Regions from separate parts of the Zea mays genome. Here regions 1 and 2 are each linked to region 3. A link is a contact called in public Hi-C data. All regions are on one chromosome and are shown on one strand. Each heading gives the region's core, a stretch centred on a gene start, on an enhancer-like site or on the middle of the called end of the contact. The rest is flanking DNA. Distances are from core to core; before and after follow the strand shown.

The links. Hi-C and Micro-C count contacts between places; a contact is called where the count stands out from the background.
Region 1: a Hi-C map of ear shows a contact between it and region 3, with 2.6 times the contacts expected there. The contact joins the promoter of LOC103626168 here to the promoter of LOC100384033 in region 3. A contact is called at or near these places in 3 of 25 Hi-C or Micro-C datasets (ear, endosperm and tassel).
Region 2: a Hi-C map of ear shows a contact between it and region 3, with 2.4 times the contacts expected there. The contact joins the promoter of LOC100382215 here to the promoter of LOC100384033 in region 3. A contact is called at or near these places in 3 of 25 Hi-C or Micro-C datasets (ear, leaf and tassel).

Annotation. Positions count from the first base shown.
Region 1 is chr5:30,451,012-30,453,711 of Zm-B73-REFERENCE-NAM-5.0, forward strand. LOC103626168 (probable serine/threonine protein phosphatase 2A regulatory subunit B''delta) reads right to left here and starts at 1,332. Exons shown (of 13, transcript XM_020538292.3): 1 at 744-1,332. The coding sequence starts at 893.
Region 2 is chr5:30,896,798-30,899,497 of Zm-B73-REFERENCE-NAM-5.0, forward strand. LOC100382215 (Cyclin-dependent kinase inhibitor 5) reads left to right here and starts at 1,441. Exons shown (of 3, transcript NM_001174972.1): 1 at 1,441-1,904. The coding sequence starts at 1,588.
Region 3 is chr5:30,680,344-30,683,043 of Zm-B73-REFERENCE-NAM-5.0, forward strand. It overlaps LOC100384033, which reads right to left and starts at 1,431. Exons shown (of 15, transcript NM_001362240.1): 1 at 538-1,431; 2 at 337-459; 3 at 1-104. The coding sequence starts at 928.

The DNA of each region.
Region 1 (2,700 bases), core at 82-2,581, 230 kb before region 3:
ACAGCGCTGAAAATAAGAATTCATCAATTCAGACTAAGACAAGCTTCACATGCACCAGACTAGTTCCTATATCATTGTTGTCGTGAAACACAGCTCAGATGATACTAATAAGATCACTGTATATGGCACATATAAGTTACTAAAATTCAAAAAACAATAGTAGTGTTGATAACCATTGTTTTCGGACGACTTGTTGGTCGTTCTGGCTGGCCAACTTGGGCGATTAGTCGTAATTGGTCAAAACCGACTTGAATGATTAATCGTGACTAATCGGGACGACTTGAAAACAGTCCTGATAACAATGAAGTAACTTAATGAGACTAAATATCACTACCAGATTCCCGACCTAAGTTGCTTTGAGTCTGGTAGTAATCTATAGCCTCATATGGTACTATACTCAAATTTACCCTTCTGCCCAGTTACACTGAAATTTACATTGGCGAGTTTCTGATAACAAGAATACAAGATCATAGACAGAGAAACACAAGTACGAACAAAGACAAACCAAGCCACTAAATGAACCCTGCACTTTGGTCTACCAAACTCCATCATCATACTTTATCGAAGTCATAAGCTGGTAAATGTGATACAAAATAACAACCTAACCAGTACTCGCCGCAGCATAAAGGGCACCAACCAAAACGTAGAAACGATGTTTCTAACTTATCTGAGCCTTCCAGGGAAATGTAAGCACAAACTAAAGCAACAAGCAAGGAAGGCGAGAGGACGCGTTGAAGGGGTACCAGCTTGGTCGTCTCAGGTAGCACGAGCCACTGCGCGTACAGTGCATCAGCTATGGAGTTCTCACGAAGCGCGCCCGGCGCGAGCTCCGCCAGCTGCAGCAGCTCCAGGTCCAGCGCTGCCGCGTCCCTCCTCGCTGGCTCCACCTCCATTGCTCCCAAGCTTTAGAGGCCTTCTCATACAACAAGCGGGCCACCAAAACCCAGATCTGCGCCCGCGCGTCCGGACGCTGTTCCGGCGGGGAGGAAGGGCGAAAATCCGAGCTCAGCAGGATCAGTGAGGAACAACGAAGGAGGATCGAGTGGCGGCAGCGGCGAGATCTCAAGCGACGGCTGGAGGCGGGGCCGGGAGCAGGCGAAACCCTAGGCAAGCAGCCGAGCTAGGAGGTGGAGAGACCGGAAGACGGCGACGGCGATATAACAGCGGAGGGCAAAATACATTTGTCTTTCCGATGCCACTTTCGGTTTGAGATTAAGAATTGAGCAAAATAAATTTGTCTTTTAAAATACCATAGTTTTAGGGTCTCTTACTCTCTTTGACCGAATTTTTTACATTTTAAATCTTTTTAAAATTTATACGATTGATCTGGACAACGTAATTTCAACTTTAAACCCTTTTCTCGATGTCACAGTTCACGCCTCCACGGCATCGACGTAACACGTCTCGATGTCGCGACTTATGCAGCAAGGTACCGGGCGACCAGTGTTGCACTGGTGTCTACGTGGCGTCTAGCTCAAAAGTAAAAGTCGTGGTTGCGTCTTCTCTCGTCGCACCTTCTCTCGCTGCAGGGCCACCAGACCTCATCCCCACCTTCTCTCGCATATTTAGTTGGTAATTTATTGAGAAATTTAGTTAGGAACATTATTTAGTTAGAAAACTTGCTAGTTAGTGTCGGTGTTTCGAACTAGCTCTGATAAGTAAAGTTGTTTGTACGCGTTCCAGGGTCTAGATGGTGTGCTCATTTGGTGATCCTACCGGTGGTTTCTAGGTTACGGATCACCTCCCCCAGGGGAACGTCGTTACCACGGTGATGGAGTGCGATTCAAAATAATGTTTGAGCTTTCGCTTAGTAATGAGAACAGTGTACAAGAGCTTTTGTACCTAGGGTAGTGAGTCTTTGTGTCTGTTAAGACCTCACTTATGAAGTAGACGGGATGTAGGGGTGAAAACGGGCGGATACGGACGGATAGTAGGTCATCCCGTATCCTACCCTAATGTATTTCAATCGGATACGGGATCGGATACGGATAGTTAGAAACGGGACGGATACGGATATAGGGACCGGGTATTTAGTCGGGCGGATAAGGGACGGATACGGATGTTATGTAGCCGGATACATGCGGATACCGGGTACTTATCGGATAATGCATAAATTGATTATCATTCACTATAATTCAGTTGGTGCATAAAATAGTTACATCGTGCAACATAATAGTCCATCATGACAATATAACAATAAGTTTACATCATGGAATGTAATATTCTAACATGACAATATAGCAATAAGTTCACATCATACAACAGAATAGTCCAACATGATAATATAGCAGTAGGTTCTCATCATTCAACACATCATACAATATAGCATTACATAGACCATAGATCAACAAGACAATATAACAATAAGTTCATAGCATACAATAGTCTAACACAATAGTTCAAATATAATAGCGATAAGTTCACATCACACAAGAGTCTAACATAGCACAAGATAGTTCAACACAATAGACTATTACAATAAAAGGTAGTTTTCAAATGGCATAAAATAGTGGAAGCAATCCATGCTTGTTTAAAGATCTCAAGTCGCAACATCATGCTTGTTTTTTTTGTCTCATGGGGAACCAGACACAAGGCAGGTCACCTATAATAATACATGCATGGGATTATGAAACTGCAAAGGGAACAAACAAAAGTACTATAGCTACTAACAAGCATGGTTATGTGTGCAGTATGTGCTTT
Region 2 (2,700 bases), core at 191-2,690, 220 kb after region 3:
GTTTAGTATGTTATTATAACTTGCCACATTAAAACACTACACTTCCGTAGCCCTCATTTTAATACAGGAATATATTAAACTAATTTAAATATATTCTTATTTTTATGTATACTCTACAAAATAAAAATTAAATACATTACTCAAAATGCCTAAAAAGACCCCTTAAAACACAAAGTTGCAACTCCTGTTTTTACTGCAGTATTAAAACTGACTTATTATACACAGAACAATATTTGGTAAACCAGCAAAAATCTATGTTTTTAAAACTGAAGCATTGTAAATACTATAATTGTTTTAAAGTATTTTAAATTTAAGTCTCGATCTCAGTTTTTAATATTGTGGTATTTAAAGTGTGATATTACCATGACTAAAGTATATTGTAGTATTTTAAAAACTATGATTTTCAAACTTTGTTTCTAAACAGGACCAAAAACCAGTTACCCCAACTAAAATCAGTTTTGGTTGGTTAGTGATTGTTTATGGAAAAAAGGCTATTGGATCTAAACACTCCTATTCACTTTTTTTTTTCTAAAAGTGAGTTTTCAGAAATCAAGAGTAGAAACAAGTTTTCAAGGAATCGGAGTAAATTCAAACAGGGTAGATCCTTAAAAAAACTAAAATCACTCTTTCCTCTCTTAGAGGGTGTTTGGTTAGAGGGACTAAAAATTAGTCTCTAGTTTCTAGTCTCATTTAGTCCCTTTTTTGCCAAACACTAGAACTAAAATATAGACTAAAATGATTTAGTCTTTAGTCCTTCACATAGGTGCTAAAAGAGACTAAAAGCCCACATGAGTGTATTCCAAGGACATTTGAGTCTTTGGATAGTGTATTTAATGACTTTAGAATCTATTTAGTCTCTAGAATCAAACAAGTAGGGACTAAAGTTTAGTCTAGAACTAAAGTTTGGTCCTATAACTAATTGAAACCAAACGTGGCCTTACCACACGCCCCTCGCACCAGGCTTTCTCTCTCTTAGACTGGCCGCAACGGACGCGGCGCGACGCCCCCTCCCCTTGCCCTGTAGCTCGCATGGCGGCTACAGGGCGCCTCCCAACGCCGCAGCGGTGGACGCTAGCCAGCGCTCTACGAAGAGGTAACGTTCTCTCTCCCCCTTGTTCTGGCGTTGTCTCTCTTCCCCTCTAAACACTGTTCACGTGGGCCCGCTTCCAATTGTTAGTAGATAAAAAATTTATAGTAGATGAAAAGTATGTATAAAAAATGATATTTTATAGTGTAGTGGGATATAGGGGGAGTATTTAGAGGGAACCGCTGCGGGAGATGAAAAAATAGGGGTGGAATGTTGATGATGTGACCCAAAAAAGTGATATAGGGGGAAAAATTTAGGGGAAACGGTTGCGGATAGCCTTACCTAAGCCACCCTTTAAATGGCAACACCAACACCCGTCCCGACCTCTTCTCTCCTAATTATTCCCGGGCTTCCTCCTGTGTACACCGCTCCCGCCCCGCCTACCATTTAACCCCCGCTTCCCCTGGCCTCTGCCGCCCCGCCGCACAGAATCGCTTGGTGCACCCGGCGACTCGGCGAGGGCCTCCCTGAAACCCTAGCTTGCCCAGCCCCGCCGGGCCATGGGCAAATACATGCGCAAGGTAAAGGTTTCCAGCGAGGTTGCCATCATGGATGTCGCCGCTGCTCCGCTCGGGGTCCGCACCCGCGCGCGCGCCCTCGCGCTGCAGCGCCTTGAGAAGCAGCAGGTGCAGCAGGAGGAGGGCTGCGGCGGTGAGTACCTGGAGCTAAGGAGCCGGAGGCTCGAGAAGCTGCCGCCGCAGGTGGCGTCCGTGAGGAGGTGCGGCGGGAGGAAGGTGGCGGCCACGGCCCCCGCCGCTATGGAGGAGGCGGAAGCATCGTACGGGGAGAACATGCTCGAGTCGGAGGCCATGGGGAGGTGAGTTCTTGGATTGAAATTTCTGTTGCGTTCTTGGGTTGCTTGCACGGGTTTTGGGTTTAGTGGATTCCGATTGTGTGGTACCAAGATTTTTTTTTTGGGACAGAAAGTTGGAATTTTAGCGCTATGCGTTTCTATTTGAATGCTTTCGTTTTTTTCCTTTTTCGCGCAGTGTGTTCGACTTCAAATTGGGAGTCATGCGAATCCCCCCAGCACGCTTGTACAGCTCCTATGCTTTCTTGCGGATTTTTCTACGCCAGGAACCCCTTTGCTAATTCTTGCCGTGCTCTCCTTGCGCTTAATTTTTTCGGCGGTGTATCTTCCATTCTCTTTTGAAATCAAAAGTCACCCCATATTTTAATGCCAAAACCATTGTCGCTGCCGTGTGTCCGAGAAATTAGTCTCTAATTCTTGCAATAATCGGTTGACGCCGTCCAAACTCCAACATCACCCCATAAAAGCCCCAATCCCACCTCTGGCTTGGCTTTGATTCTCTGAAGCACCGAATAAGTTGTGCTCAATCTTGTACCAGAGCGGCAGAGCCCAATTAATCCGCTAGCTTAGTGGAGTCTCTTGCAGTGGCCAGCCATGGCGTCCTCCTTTTTCCATAGTGGAACGGAAAAGTGGCCTCCTTTCCCCTTGTTCTTTCCCCTTCCCCATGGACGCACACGCCCTTGTTTCTTTTGCTTGCGAGGAGACGAGTAGCCGGGGACCCCTCAAATCTTTTACCAATCAATCAAAAGCCCTTACTTTTCGCAAGAAATTTCTCTGTTCCACCCTCGAAAAAGCGCCCTCT
Region 3 (2,700 bases), core at 181-2,680:
GGATGCTTGTAGCTCTGCCAATTTATTATTCAGTTGTTTTATGTCATTCTTGAGGGATTTGATGGTATTCTTTTCACTACTAATTCTCATAAGAGCTGGGGTCCGTGGAAAAGTTAAGGGCAAACAGTGTAGCAGCAAATAACACTATGTATGTCAAATCAAAAAAATCATAGAAAGTTAGAAACAATAGCATTCACGAACATTGAGTTCTATCGCAGTGATGTTCACCTAGGAAGGGGATAACATTATAAATCAGTCAATAGGAAAGAAGATATTGTAAAATGTTGGGAAACATCCCACCAGAGATACAACAAAGAGTATATTATGGAAGGATATGAGTATCATTGAATATCCCACTCAAAAAATTCCTAAATGAAAGAACCAAAGTGTCCAGCCACTCTTTGGAGAAATATAGACGGAATTGTGGATCCAAGCTTGGGTTCTTAATATATGGAATAGCTGCACATTGTTATTGAGATTGACAAAGCATGAGAATGACGTATAAGGAGTTAGGAAAAAGAAGGCAAGAACACGCACCAAACCATGCCAGCCAATCTCCACGCTTTTGCATCAGATAATTGCCACTCTCACCAAAGAATTCAATTACTTTGTCTTGTCTTCCAGATTTCAAAGCATTAATAACATAGTACCTTAATACTGACAGCTCCAACTTAACAAGGGTTGAGAACAACTCTGTGTCCGCAGGTGACATGAAACACTGCTTGAAAAAGGCAAACAGACCGAGCAACTTGTCCAGTTGGTATTTCGGTACATACTCTGAGAACACTAAATCCACGATCTTGTCTCCTTGAAAGTTCCTGCCAATCTCAGTAGACAACTCTGTCTCATACGCTTGCAGCGTACTTGTGAAACCCCTGAAAACTAGAAACTCCCTCACGAGCTCCTCAGCATAACGCATATTCTCCATTGTAGTCCAATGTGTTGCTGAAAGTGTACTATGAGAAGTTATAAGAAGACCAACTATAGATCAGGGTTCCAACAGGCGGCACTAAGCGCACGCTTCAGCGCTAAGCGGACGGGTAACGCTTCGTTGGGGCATAAGCGCTACCAAAGCGGTGCGGCCGCCTTGGTAGAGCAGCGGCTGCTGGCTCCCGCTGCCCGCCGGCCGTACGCGGCGCGCAGTGCAGCCGCCGGGGCCGGGCGCTGTCAACGGTCCACCGGAGGCGGGAGGGGAGCGGGAGGCGCGCACGCAGGGTCACCGGCCGGTGTGCGGAGGACCGGAGGCGAGGGCGCGAGGCGATTGGCAAGAGGCGGGAGGGGGAGCCGCTGACGCCGCCGCCGAAATTGGGACTGCCCCGCCGTCGCTGAGAGCCCGAGCCCGAGCCTGAGCGCCGCCGTCGTCGCCTGCGTGCCGAGCGCGAGTCGGGGAGGGAGTCGAAGATGGAGCGCCGGCAGATGGGAGATGAAGAAACGGTGGCGGCTTTCGGCCTGTGTGCCTTCCTGGAGCTCCAGTTGGGCCTCGACCCTGGCCTGCTCCACGTCTGGCCCGTGCGATGTATAGCCCTCTCGCACATCTTTTAGAGATGGCAATGGGTACCCGCTACCTGAAACTCAGTGGGCTTTTGCTCTATTAGAATATGAATTTAGATCAATTTCTCTACCCATGAGTTTATTAATAAGTTCAAATGAAAATCCAGCGGGTACGTGGGCATGGACTTGTTCTTTCACTATCCATACCCGCAAACTCATGTGTTTTTAAAACTCGTCTTAAAATCAATATATCTTATAAATATGTCTCATAATATTATTAATTGAATATGTTCTAATTGAAATAAACTCAGGCAACGACTGCTGTGCAAGCAATCCTTCTGTGCAAGCGTGCAAGCAAACCATCTGATCCGTTAGATCGTGATCCAACCACAGATATAACCATAGTTTGTTAGGGGTTTTTTTATAAAGATTATTAAGCTAGTGGTGGAAGGGTTTAAGTGTTAAATGTGACTTACGGTTCGATCACGATCTAACGGATCAGATGATTTGCTTGCACGCTTGCATAGAAAGATTGCTTGCACAACAGTCGTTGCCATAAACTCAATGTAACAAAGTTTAAGCTAAAATTAGTTATCACTTGTTCCTTTTATTCGGGTTTATTAATACATTAACTATCATTTATATGATGAATTATTTTTCGTGTTGATGTTAGTGGGTATGGGAAACCCTTTGGGTACCCAAAACCCGCATGGGCATGGGTTTTGGCAAATTTTTATACCCGTCATAGGTATGAGTTTTTTAGCGGCCATATTTTTTCTTCACGGGTATGAGTTTGGGCAAGTAATAGCGAACGAGTTTTTACCCGTTGCCATCTCTACACATCGGCTTTTCACCTTTATCTCACGGCAACAACTGATATGCAATCAGGTCTTATATGCAAGCGTCGTTAGATTATGATTCAATCATGAATTACATTTAACACTTAAACCATTCTATCACCAACTCGTGTAGATTTATAGGAAACCCCACTAACAAACCACGATCATGTCTACAGTTAGATCATGATCTAACAAACTAAGAGGCTCGCTTGCACGCTTGCATATAAGGTCTGATTGTATATTAGTTGTTGTCCTATCTCACTCCCTATATCATTTTGTTTTATGCTACTTTATAAACAGTTTAGTTTATAATATAAAACAGTATTTTACACGATATACGTTGTATTGAGCACTTGTCCGTACGTATAGC